Regions from separate parts of the Hordeum vulgare genome. Here region 1 is linked to region 2. The links are chromatin contacts, called in public Hi-C maps. All regions are on one chromosome and are shown on one strand. The core of a region is the stretch at or near the end of the contact, and the rest is flanking DNA. Distances in the headings are between cores, read along the strand shown. Region 1 holds the start of LOC123396710 (auxin transport protein BIG). Region 2 holds the start of LOC123394909 (D-aminoacyl-tRNA deacylase).

Region 1 (4,875 bases), core at 988-3,487, 530 kb before region 2:
ATTATAATGCATTAATCCTCTTGCCTCCTCTCTACATGCGGTTGCTAAGAATTAATGTGGCTGCTAACAATTGGTTGATGCATGCATAAAATTGATGGGAGAGGCCACGCACAACACGCGAGACAAATATATTAACGGCTACATGCATGGGACAGCCGATTAGGGGGTTAGACCCTGTATAAACAGATGGAGGGAGTAGCAAATATTTGCATATTTGCGGAAGCCTCAGCATATCAAAAAACATGAATCTGGTATTGGAAGTAGTGTTCACAGACCTAACAAGACAATTACAACTGTTAACCAAGACTTACAAGGTTTGCTAATTTAGGCTTAGTAGAACTGAAACTGAGTATATGAGGTGCGGTTTCAGTACTACTAGGCACGACGAAAAGGTTAGCCTTGGTGGGAAGGTGGTACCTCAGAAGGACACCTTCCGATATTTGGGGTCAATGATCAGAAGTATGGTGATATCGATGAAGATGTGAGCCATCGAACCAAAGCTGGATGGATGAAGTGGCGCCAAGCTTCTGGCGTCCTCTATGACAAGAATGCCACAAAAGCTAAAAGGCAGGTTCAATAGGGCAGTGATTCAACCTGCAATATTGTATGGCGCTAAATGTTGGCCAACTAAAGGCGACATGTCCAGCGTTACGTGTAGAAGAGATGCGCATGTTGAGATGGATATGTGGCCACACAAGAAAGGATCGGGTTTGGAATGAGGATTATATGTGAGAGAGTTGGGGTAGCACCGATCAAAGAGAAGTTTGTCCAACATCGTCTGAGATGGTTTGGACATATACAGCACAGGCATCCAGAAGCGGCAGTGCACAGCGGACGGTTAAAGCATGTTGATAATGTCGAGAGGTCGAGGTAGACCAAATCTTACATGGGAGGAGTCCGTTAAGAGAGATATGAAGGATTGGAACACCACCAAAGAAGTAGCCACAGGGGTGCATGTTAGTTAGCTATCCACGTGCTAGAACCATGAGTTGGTTTCGAGATCTTATGGGTTTCAACTCTAGCCTACCCCAACTTGTTTGGGACTAAAAGGCTTTGTTGTTGTTGTTGTTGCTGTTTAGGAAACAGGCATTCAAGCTTTATACCACAAGTTACTAGATACAGATGATTCTTGCATAAGCTTGCCAATCTTTGGTCAAATACAGATACCTTGTTTGAAAAACAACTGAGGCCCAAAAATAAGCAAACATAAGTTTCTACCAAATCAGTGAACAGTCAATATCTAGCCTATTTGTGCTGCCTGCCAAATGTCAATCAGAATTAGTTTGCTCTAAGAAGCACCTTCAACCGCCAAGCACCTGAACAATGCAAATAATAAAAGCAGATCCGATACTACATCACTAGGCTATGAAGTCAGTATACAAACCTGGCACATGCATGCATCTGCGATTAGCTCATACGAATCAATTCATGGTAGCCCACAGATGTAAGCATCCATGACCTCGCAGCACCAATAGTGCCCAAGCTAAAACAAAAACTGCAGCATGATGCAAGCAACACGGCAGAGGAAAGACTAAGCTGCAGCATCGCAAAACGGCGTTTCAAGTTTAATGGAGACTAAACCGCTAAATAGAAAATTCAGACTCGTACCCTACGATCATGCAAAAAAAAAAAAGTCAAAACAGCAAACTACCGCTGGAAAGTTTCCCAGCTGTGTAAAGCGACGAAACATGGGAGCTCTAGATCGATCGGAAGGAGAAAACCCGATATGATTTGAGTAGACCAGTCCAAAGCGTGGCCCTAAGTCATCCAACCATTTGCTCTAACGAGGCGAATCCTACTCCCGAAAAGGGGTTAAACAAGTGGAGGATCATAATTCGCAAGCCAATGCAGCGTGGGAGCAGCTTGCAGTGCATCTCGCAGCCGCGAAGCTCACCACTGTGCGAGATCGCACGACCTACTGAGCAAATCCAAAACCCTCGACAGCAGCAAAGTAGGTAGCCGCCTCGGAGAAGGACGACACGCTGGCCGCCCAAGGGTCCAGGGGATCGGGGGAGCTCACCGGAGGAGGAGAGGACGGTGGAGACGACGGCGCGGGCGGCAGCGAGGACGGCTCCGGCGCGGGCGGGCTCGGCCGGCGGGCCAGCGGCCAGGGCCCCCGCGAGCGCCTCGAGCCCCGCGCGGGCCGCGCTGGTGCGGAGGCGGCGGGCCGGCGGGTCCCGGTCGCCGGCGACGGCGGGGCGCAGGAGGTCCAGGAGCGCCGAGATCTCCGCCGCCATCTCTGAGGGATCTCCGATCGGCGGCGGAGCCCTAGAGAGACGAGCTGGCGCAGGGTCGGATCGATCGCCCAGAGACGGCCAGGGTTTTTGCGCTGCGTGTGTGTGTTCTAGAGAGAGAGACGCGGGGAGGTGGGAGAAAGGTGGGAGATGGGGAGGAAGAAGACGACGCGGATGGGCCGAGTGGCTTTTTATTTTACACTAGTATAAGCATGTCCGTGTAACGCAAGTTTGGTAAACATTTCCTATCTGTAGTAGTAATGAACACAAATGACAGACCCCTCGAAGGTCGTCGATTCGTTTTAAATCTCACGCTTAAGATTTTGCTTCATATTCCTGGAGAATAAAAATCAAAGAAAACCACTAGCGTAAACCCCGTGCATTACCTCCCTCCTCCTAATCCCACGCGAGCCCGTCATCCATAATCGCTCGCAACGCCCGAGTTCTGCCCCCACCTCGCTCGCCTCCTCGTCAACTCCGCATCACCGCCAGTTCGCGTCGCCAACAGCTCTCCTCGCCAGATCCATTGCTCCGCCGACCAGCTCGATCCGACTGCAGATATACCTCGACCGCCAGCTCGATCCACCTCCCACTTCCACCTCTCCGGCCAGCTTTCGCCCCCATGTTCCTCCTTCGATCCTTGCCCGAAGCATCACGGATGTCCCTAGTCCTTTCCTGCGATGCGGCAACGGTGCTTCATCCTGGCATTAGCAGTTCGAGCCCCCCATCATGGCCCAGATTCGTGCTTCGCCACGCTTTACCATCGATTGAATCCACTGCATTAGGGGTTTCTCCCGCTGGCCGTAGAATATGCATCGGATTACACAAAATCTGCCCTATTCAGAGCCCCTAGTCTTCAAATTCAAGGAATTTAAACTGCATTGGTCGCCCTCATTTGGGGATTTTTATTTTTTGCAATGTGAATTTCTTTGTATTTCATCCAGCAGCCTAGTATTGTTGACAATTTTCCTTAGTTCCAATATTTTTTCAATGCTTCCATTGAATCTGACGGATGTTGTGCCAATTGCATCTCAATGCTTCCTATATAGAGAGCATACAACATATATGTACCCATAATTGGTGGTAATTTTGTTTTGTTTCCATGCTTTCATCTGATACTAAAATTGCACCCGTCGGTACTTTGTCCCAGGTTCATACACTCATGCGTCTAAATGTGACCAATTTGCAACTGTGGTCTACAAAAATGCTTCCACTTTTAGTGCTTCTTACATTATAAACTGTGACCAATTCTGATCAATTTGTCACCCTCATCTCTTAATCGCTTACAATAGGTTCAGATTGGTGTGGTGGCAACACAACGGATGCATCCTCGTAATGGCACCAAGCTTACTAATGCCAATGTCATGCGCCGTATAGTTGAGTGTTCATATTTCGCGCTTCCTACATTATTGATGTCACCAGACAACAAATATACTTTTATTAGTTATCATCTAATGCTTCCATACAAGTAATGGCCACCACACAGCGAATGTATCACTTTATTTCCGTCTAGCACTTCTTTCAGAAATGGGAACACATTCTATTCAGTATGTTCTCAGGTCACACATTATATTCAGAGTCGATATATAGTTGGTTGGTTACATGATCTTGTCCTTGGTCTGCCCAAGGCACGGAAAAAACTAATTCGTTAAAAAAGGTTAATCTTATTAATGTTGGCACATTCTCAGCCCGAGATGGTCTACTAGAATGGATCATTGACATCAAACTTGTGCTTGTACATTGTGTTATGTATTGCTTCGTGTCCATGCCTCAAACTTGTCATGGGTCCTGAACTTCACATATATGATGGACAAGATCCATGTTGCCCCCTTCATTGTTTTAAATTGAGCAACTATGCATAAATCTTTTATATCCCCTTTTAAAAAAATGTGCTTCCACTATGTTGAAGTCATGTTGAGATTCCATGAATATGATGCATCGGATTTTTGATGATTCATTTGTATCATACATGTGCTTCTTCACATTGCACAGTTTGCTTCATATGTGCCATGGTTTATGCTTCATCATTATGTATGGTTTGGTTCTTTCTTTGCGGGGTATGTAACTGTGTGGTTTTCTTCTTTTTCATGCTTCATATTGTTTCATAGCCATCAAGTTTTGTATCGTAATCAAACTACTAATGCTTCCTACACTTCTGAAGTGCTAACAAGAGTGGAAGATCATGCTTTATTGACGGTGACTATGTCAGGGTCATCGATGTTGGGCGACGAGAGATCAAGCATCTCAGTGCCCAATTTTTTGTCTCATTTCGAAAGCGTACTAGCAAGACACACTCTGTGGTCAAAGGTCAAGGGTGTTGTCCCCTTGACGGCGTCAGCCTTTCTACTCGTCGTCGGACACTTGTGGATCCCAATGTAAACACCCATATATTTTGGAGACAAAAGGAGATCTTCGAGGCTAGCCAAACATGGTGGATGGAGCAGGGAGGTACTGGGATGTGACCGTTGTGGCGGTGCGACATAGTAGGCAGGAAGTGTACATGTTATTTACAACGATATTAAATTGCTAGTAAGCCAAAAAAATCTACAATCATAACACATGGAATGATACCATCTGAAAAATAAAAGCACACCACACGACACCGCTTGGAGAGAAAAATTGTTGGATTCTGAATCACGGT
Region 2 (5,068 bases), core at 1,575-4,074:
TACAAAAAGAACTGGCATCTGATGGGAGACCAGGTGGTGGAGGAAGTGCTAGCTGTTTTGAATGGGGGTGAGATCCCGGCAGGATGGAATGACACAGTTATCGTCCTTATACCCAAAGTGAAGAACCCAAGCAGAATCAAGGATCTACGGCCCATAAGTCTATGTAATGTGCTCTATAAACTGGTATCGAATCATAGCTAATAGGATGAAACTGATACTTCCCCAGATCATCTCAGACAACCAGAGTGCCTTTATTCCGGGACGGTTGATTACGGACAATGTGCTGATATCGTATGAGATCTCTGATTACATTCTGCTCAAGACGAAAGGCAAGGAGGGGTATGCGGCAGTCAAAGCAGATATGAGCAAAGCATACGATCGAGTGGAATGGAGTTACCTCGAAGCATTGCTTCTTCGGTTGGGATTTCAGAATAGGGTGGTCCAGCTGATCATGAGATGTGTCACGACAGTGAGCTACCAAATCAAAGTGAATGGAACATTGACTGACCAATTCAGCCCATCTCGAGGTTTGCGTCAGGGTGACCCACTGTCGCCATACTTGTTTGTGATATGCGCGGAAGGGTTGTCCGCGCTGCTGCATGACGCGGAAGGTGAAGGAAGGTTGAGCGGAGTAAAAATCTGTAACAATGCGCTGATGGTCTCTCACTTGTTCTTTGCGGATGATGTTGTTTTGCTCATGAAGGCCAACCAAACTGAAGCTGGGGTGCTGAAGGGGATCCTTGATCTATATGAGAGATGCTCGGGGCAGTGTATCAACACGGAGAAGTCAGCCATCATGTTTACTCCAAACACCCTAGATGCCGTGCGAGTGGAAGTCAAGAATACCCTAGCGATCCAGAGTGAGAACTGGAATGAGAAATATCTTGGCTTGCCAGTTCATGTTGGCCAATCAAAGAGGAAAGCCTTTGCTTATATCAAGGGGGCCGTCGCAGGGAAGGTCTACGGATGGAAGGAGAGGCTTATCGCGAAGCCAGGGAAGGAAGTGCTGGTTAAAACTGTCGCCCAGGCCATCCCTACTTATGCAATGTCCCGCTTCTACCTAACCAAATCCTTCTGTGAGGAGCTTAGCTCGCTGCTGGGGAGATATTGGTGGAGCCAGCAGGACAAGGAGGATACCATACACTGGATCAGCTAGGAAAAGTTAACAAAACCTAAGAGCATGGGAGGTCTTGGGTTTCGGGACATGGACTCCTTTAACCGGGCTATGTTATCACGGCAAATATGGCGATTGATCCAGTTCCCAGACTCGTTGTGTGCCAGAGTCCTCAAGGAAAGATGCTTTCCCAACACAAGTGTGCTTCACGCGTCGCCAAAGCCGGGCATCTCCTATTCTTGGCGGAGCCTGTTGCATGGACTGGAGCTAATCAAAGAGGGGTATATCTGGCGGATCGGCGATGGGGAAAGGGTTAACATCTGGCGTGATCCCTGGATCCCCCGGCCATGGTCGAGACAGGTGATTACACCACGGCGAGGAAATCTGCTCAAGCATGTCAGCCAACTTCTTGACCCTACCTCGGGGGTTTGGGACGAACGACTGGTGCGGGAGACTTTCTGGACGGATGATGTTCACCATATACTCCGAATACCGCTGAGGGAAGGGGTTCCTGACTTCGTCGCCTGGCAGTATGATAGCAAGGGCGAACACTCGGTGAAAAGCGCATATAAACTGCAAGTGAAGCTGGGCAAGGCACTGATACAGGGGGAAGTGGGCGGAAGCTCAGCCACATCGAGTCTTGATCATCGCACGGACGATAGTTGGAACCGCTTGTGGAAACTCCCAGGCCCTAGGAATATTCAGATGTTCACTTGGCGGTTGAAACATGAATCCTTAGCACTCCGTTCAAACCTGAAAAAGAGGGGCATTCCGGTGGAGGACACAACATGTATCTTCTGTGGCAAGGCTGAGGAGGATGGAGGCCATTTGTTCATCAAATGTAAACATGTTAAAGGAGTTTGGAGGGCGCTGGAGATGGAGGAGGAACGAGGGATGCTGCAGGAAATCACATCGGTGCATCAAGCCTTGGACTTTATATGGGGACTAAGCGAGATCAAGCGCATGCACATCCTAACGTTCTGGTGGCTATGGTGGTCCAATCGAAACAAGCTGAGGGAAGGGGAGTTGCCGGAGAAAGCCGAGGAAGTGGCGCGAAGAACTCGGGCCAATGTTATGGAGTATATGCAGATCTTCAGGGTTCCAGACAAAGGCAAGTGTCCTACCAAATGGAAACCACCTCCGGATGGTATGATCAAGATCAATGCAGATGGATCCTTTATTCCAGGCCAAGCAGACTCGAGTTGGGGTGTTGTCGCTAGAGATAGCAACGGAGAAGTTTTACTTGCTCGGGCAGGTCGCCAGGCACAAGCCGAGGATGCTTTCGCTGCTGAGATGTATGCCCTCTCACATGTAACAATGGCAGTGGAAATGGGAGTGGTGCGGGTGATATTTGAAATTGATAGCACACTATTGATGGAGGCTATGGATCTAACCCGTGCAGATGCATCAGCGTATGCTGCGGTCATAGAGGACATGAAATACCAACAGAAGATTTGGTTTTCCCAACAGAAGATTTCGCTTTGTCGTCGCGAAGCCAATAATGTTGCGCATCAGCTAGCTTGTATGGGTCGTACGTATGTAACTAACCACTTTAAGGAGTGGGGAAACACTGTTCCTGTCCAAGTGGCAGTTTGTGTTGAGAGGGATTTGCCCTCACGCCGTTCTAGTTAATGAGAATTGATGTTGCCTTAAAAAAAACTAGTTTATTCCTTATAGCGAGGTCACTTGGCTCTATGGTACTCAGCTGTAACCCGTCACAGGCGTCCACCGCCCCTGAAAAGCCGATCCCTGCGGGCTGCGGCGGCAAGCTTTCCCCCAGAAACTACCATCTCAGCTTTATTTTATTACGAGTATTAATAAATCACAGCCTGAGGCGGCAAGAAGCAGAGTCGGAGGAGGAGGGGAATAGGAGAAGATGGTTGTTCTCGTTGTAGCGACGGCGTCCGACCCGGCGTCCATCGGCCCCGCCGCCGCGTTCCTGGCCATGCCTGGCTGGTCCCCCGGCCCGCCCATCCCGGTGAAGAAGCTCTTGCTATCAACCCCTTTCAGTTTTGAGCACATTCGACTGTACACGCTGTTCTTGGCAACCTGTATTCATTAATCGCAAGATTAACTTTGCCATTGAGTAGGTATGGTTAGTAGCGACGAAGTGCGGTGCCGGTTAGGGTTGGCGCAGTGCCTAGTGTTCGGAAATACAGTAGATAAATAGCTGTGACTTGAAGCAGGAAGCTTGTTCGATGAGAAAAATCTCTTCTGCCTCACGATTTGCTTCTTGAAGGCCAGAATTTTGCTCTTTGTTTGTCTACAGAAAGACCTCCATGTGGGAACAGATGTCATCCCAGAATGTGTGCAATGAGATTATTCTGACTGTATTCTGTGTCATTATTTTTGTTAGTCTAACAAACATAATTTGGTTAGATTTGTCTTGAAGAATGGATTCAACCTATACTCTCCAGAATTTGATATATTAAATAGCAAAGCTGTGTTATGGAGACTATTTCGGTGCCTGGAATGACACTTGTGACCGGAGGCATGACTGCTGTCGCTAGCAACACAGTGGTAGTGAGCGCAATCTGGGAGTAACAAGCAGACTGTTTATTAGGTGCGTTGTTGCTAGAATTTTTTATCCACGAGTATATACCCTAGTAAAATGCATACCTCACTGGTGTACAGAGATCTAGGATCGTGTAGTGTAACAAAACGATGGTCCATTATGTTCCACTGGCTCTGATCTCGGTTGAAGTTATCTGCAATTTTTATCCTTATTTTATTTATTCGTATAAGGTGTCTGACAAATGTGTTTGTGGTATAGCCGTATAGTTCCCAACTAACCTTTGCTGATATTTGTATTTAGGAGGGGATGGAGAGCTTTACAAATGGGAATGTTAGGTTATTGAAGCATGAACGCAGCATTGTTGCAGAGGATGATCTTGACCGTCGGTGGCAGGAAGCCACTGGAGAGGCTGTTTCCGAGGTCATATTCCTCAGCAAACACACTGCAGTCTCCAATCGCCCTGCACTCACTGTCCATCCAATCGGTTGGTTCTGCATTCATCTGTCTGTATCTTATTTAACCCACAGGTGCAATAAAAAATCGACATGTTATGTGTAAAATCCTATTATATACATAAATATAATACCACATACAAATTGTTAATATATTTGAAGGTACTGCACTTGTTAATGCATACAGGCAGTTAATTATATTATTTATTTTTCCCGATTTCCCGGTATACTGTGAGCCTGCGATTGTTTGGTTTCATGGTTTGTGAGCAATGTCCATGCTTCTCACCCACCACATATAGGCATGTTGATTACTCCATCGGTTCCTATATATAAGTCTTTGTAGAGATTCCACTAGAGACTACATACGAAGCAAAATGGATGAATCGATACTCTATGATATGTCTACATACATCCGTATCTAGTCTGTAGTGGAATCTCTAAAAAGACTTACATTTAGGAACGGAGGGAGTACTAATTAGTGGTTCCTTCTTACCACAATCATTGTTTTATAATTGATGGTTTGCTCATTTTTGTGAATGTACTTCTGAAGGTGTGCCACATCTGAGGGAGGATGAGACCCCCCCTCAAGGAGGGAGGCCTGGATGGGCAGCGGTGCCAAACCCTCGAATTGGCCCATGGTTACGGTTGATGCAAAAGGTTGCTGCAGACCAAGGTCTTGTTCCAGAGTTCGAGGTACGTTGCTTCTTTGACGCCTTTTCTATTTCTGAATCAACTGATTTTAATACTCATTGCTTTTGAAGATTACACTTGAAGCTACTCACCATGGACCACTTACCAGTACACCCACGATGTTTGTTGAGATAGGTACACATTTATATCCATCCTTATTTCCTTACATTTTTTGTGCATTAGACCTTTGGATAAAATCATACAAGCTTATTTTTATCGTTTAGCGCAGCCAAAGGACCGGTCGTTTGGTATTTGAGAATTACACATAAATTCAGGGACACATGTCTATTTGACGTT

The links. Hi-C and Micro-C count contacts between places; a contact is called where the count stands out from the background.
Region 1: a Hi-C map of seedling shows a contact between it and region 2, with 5 times the contacts expected there. The contact joins the promoter of LOC123396710 here to the promoter of LOC123394909 in region 2. A contact is called at or near these places in 4 of 6 Hi-C or Micro-C datasets (leaf and seedling) and 1 of 1 datasets of contacts at active chromatin or transcription factors (embryo).

The regions. Positions count from the first base shown.
Region 1 is chr5H:359,945,970-359,950,844 of MorexV3_pseudomolecules_assembly, reverse strand. It overlaps LOC123396710 (auxin transport protein BIG), which reads right to left and starts at 2,237. Exons shown (of 14, transcript XM_045091561.1): 1 at 2,021-2,237. The coding sequence starts at 2,237.
Region 2 is chr5H:359,412,747-359,417,814 of MorexV3_pseudomolecules_assembly, reverse strand. It overlaps LOC123394909 (D-aminoacyl-tRNA deacylase), which reads left to right and starts at 2,824. Exons shown (of 9, transcript XM_045089787.1): 1 at 2,824-3,092; 2 at 3,930-4,113; 3 at 4,632-4,774; 4 at 4,843-4,906. The coding sequence starts at 2,991.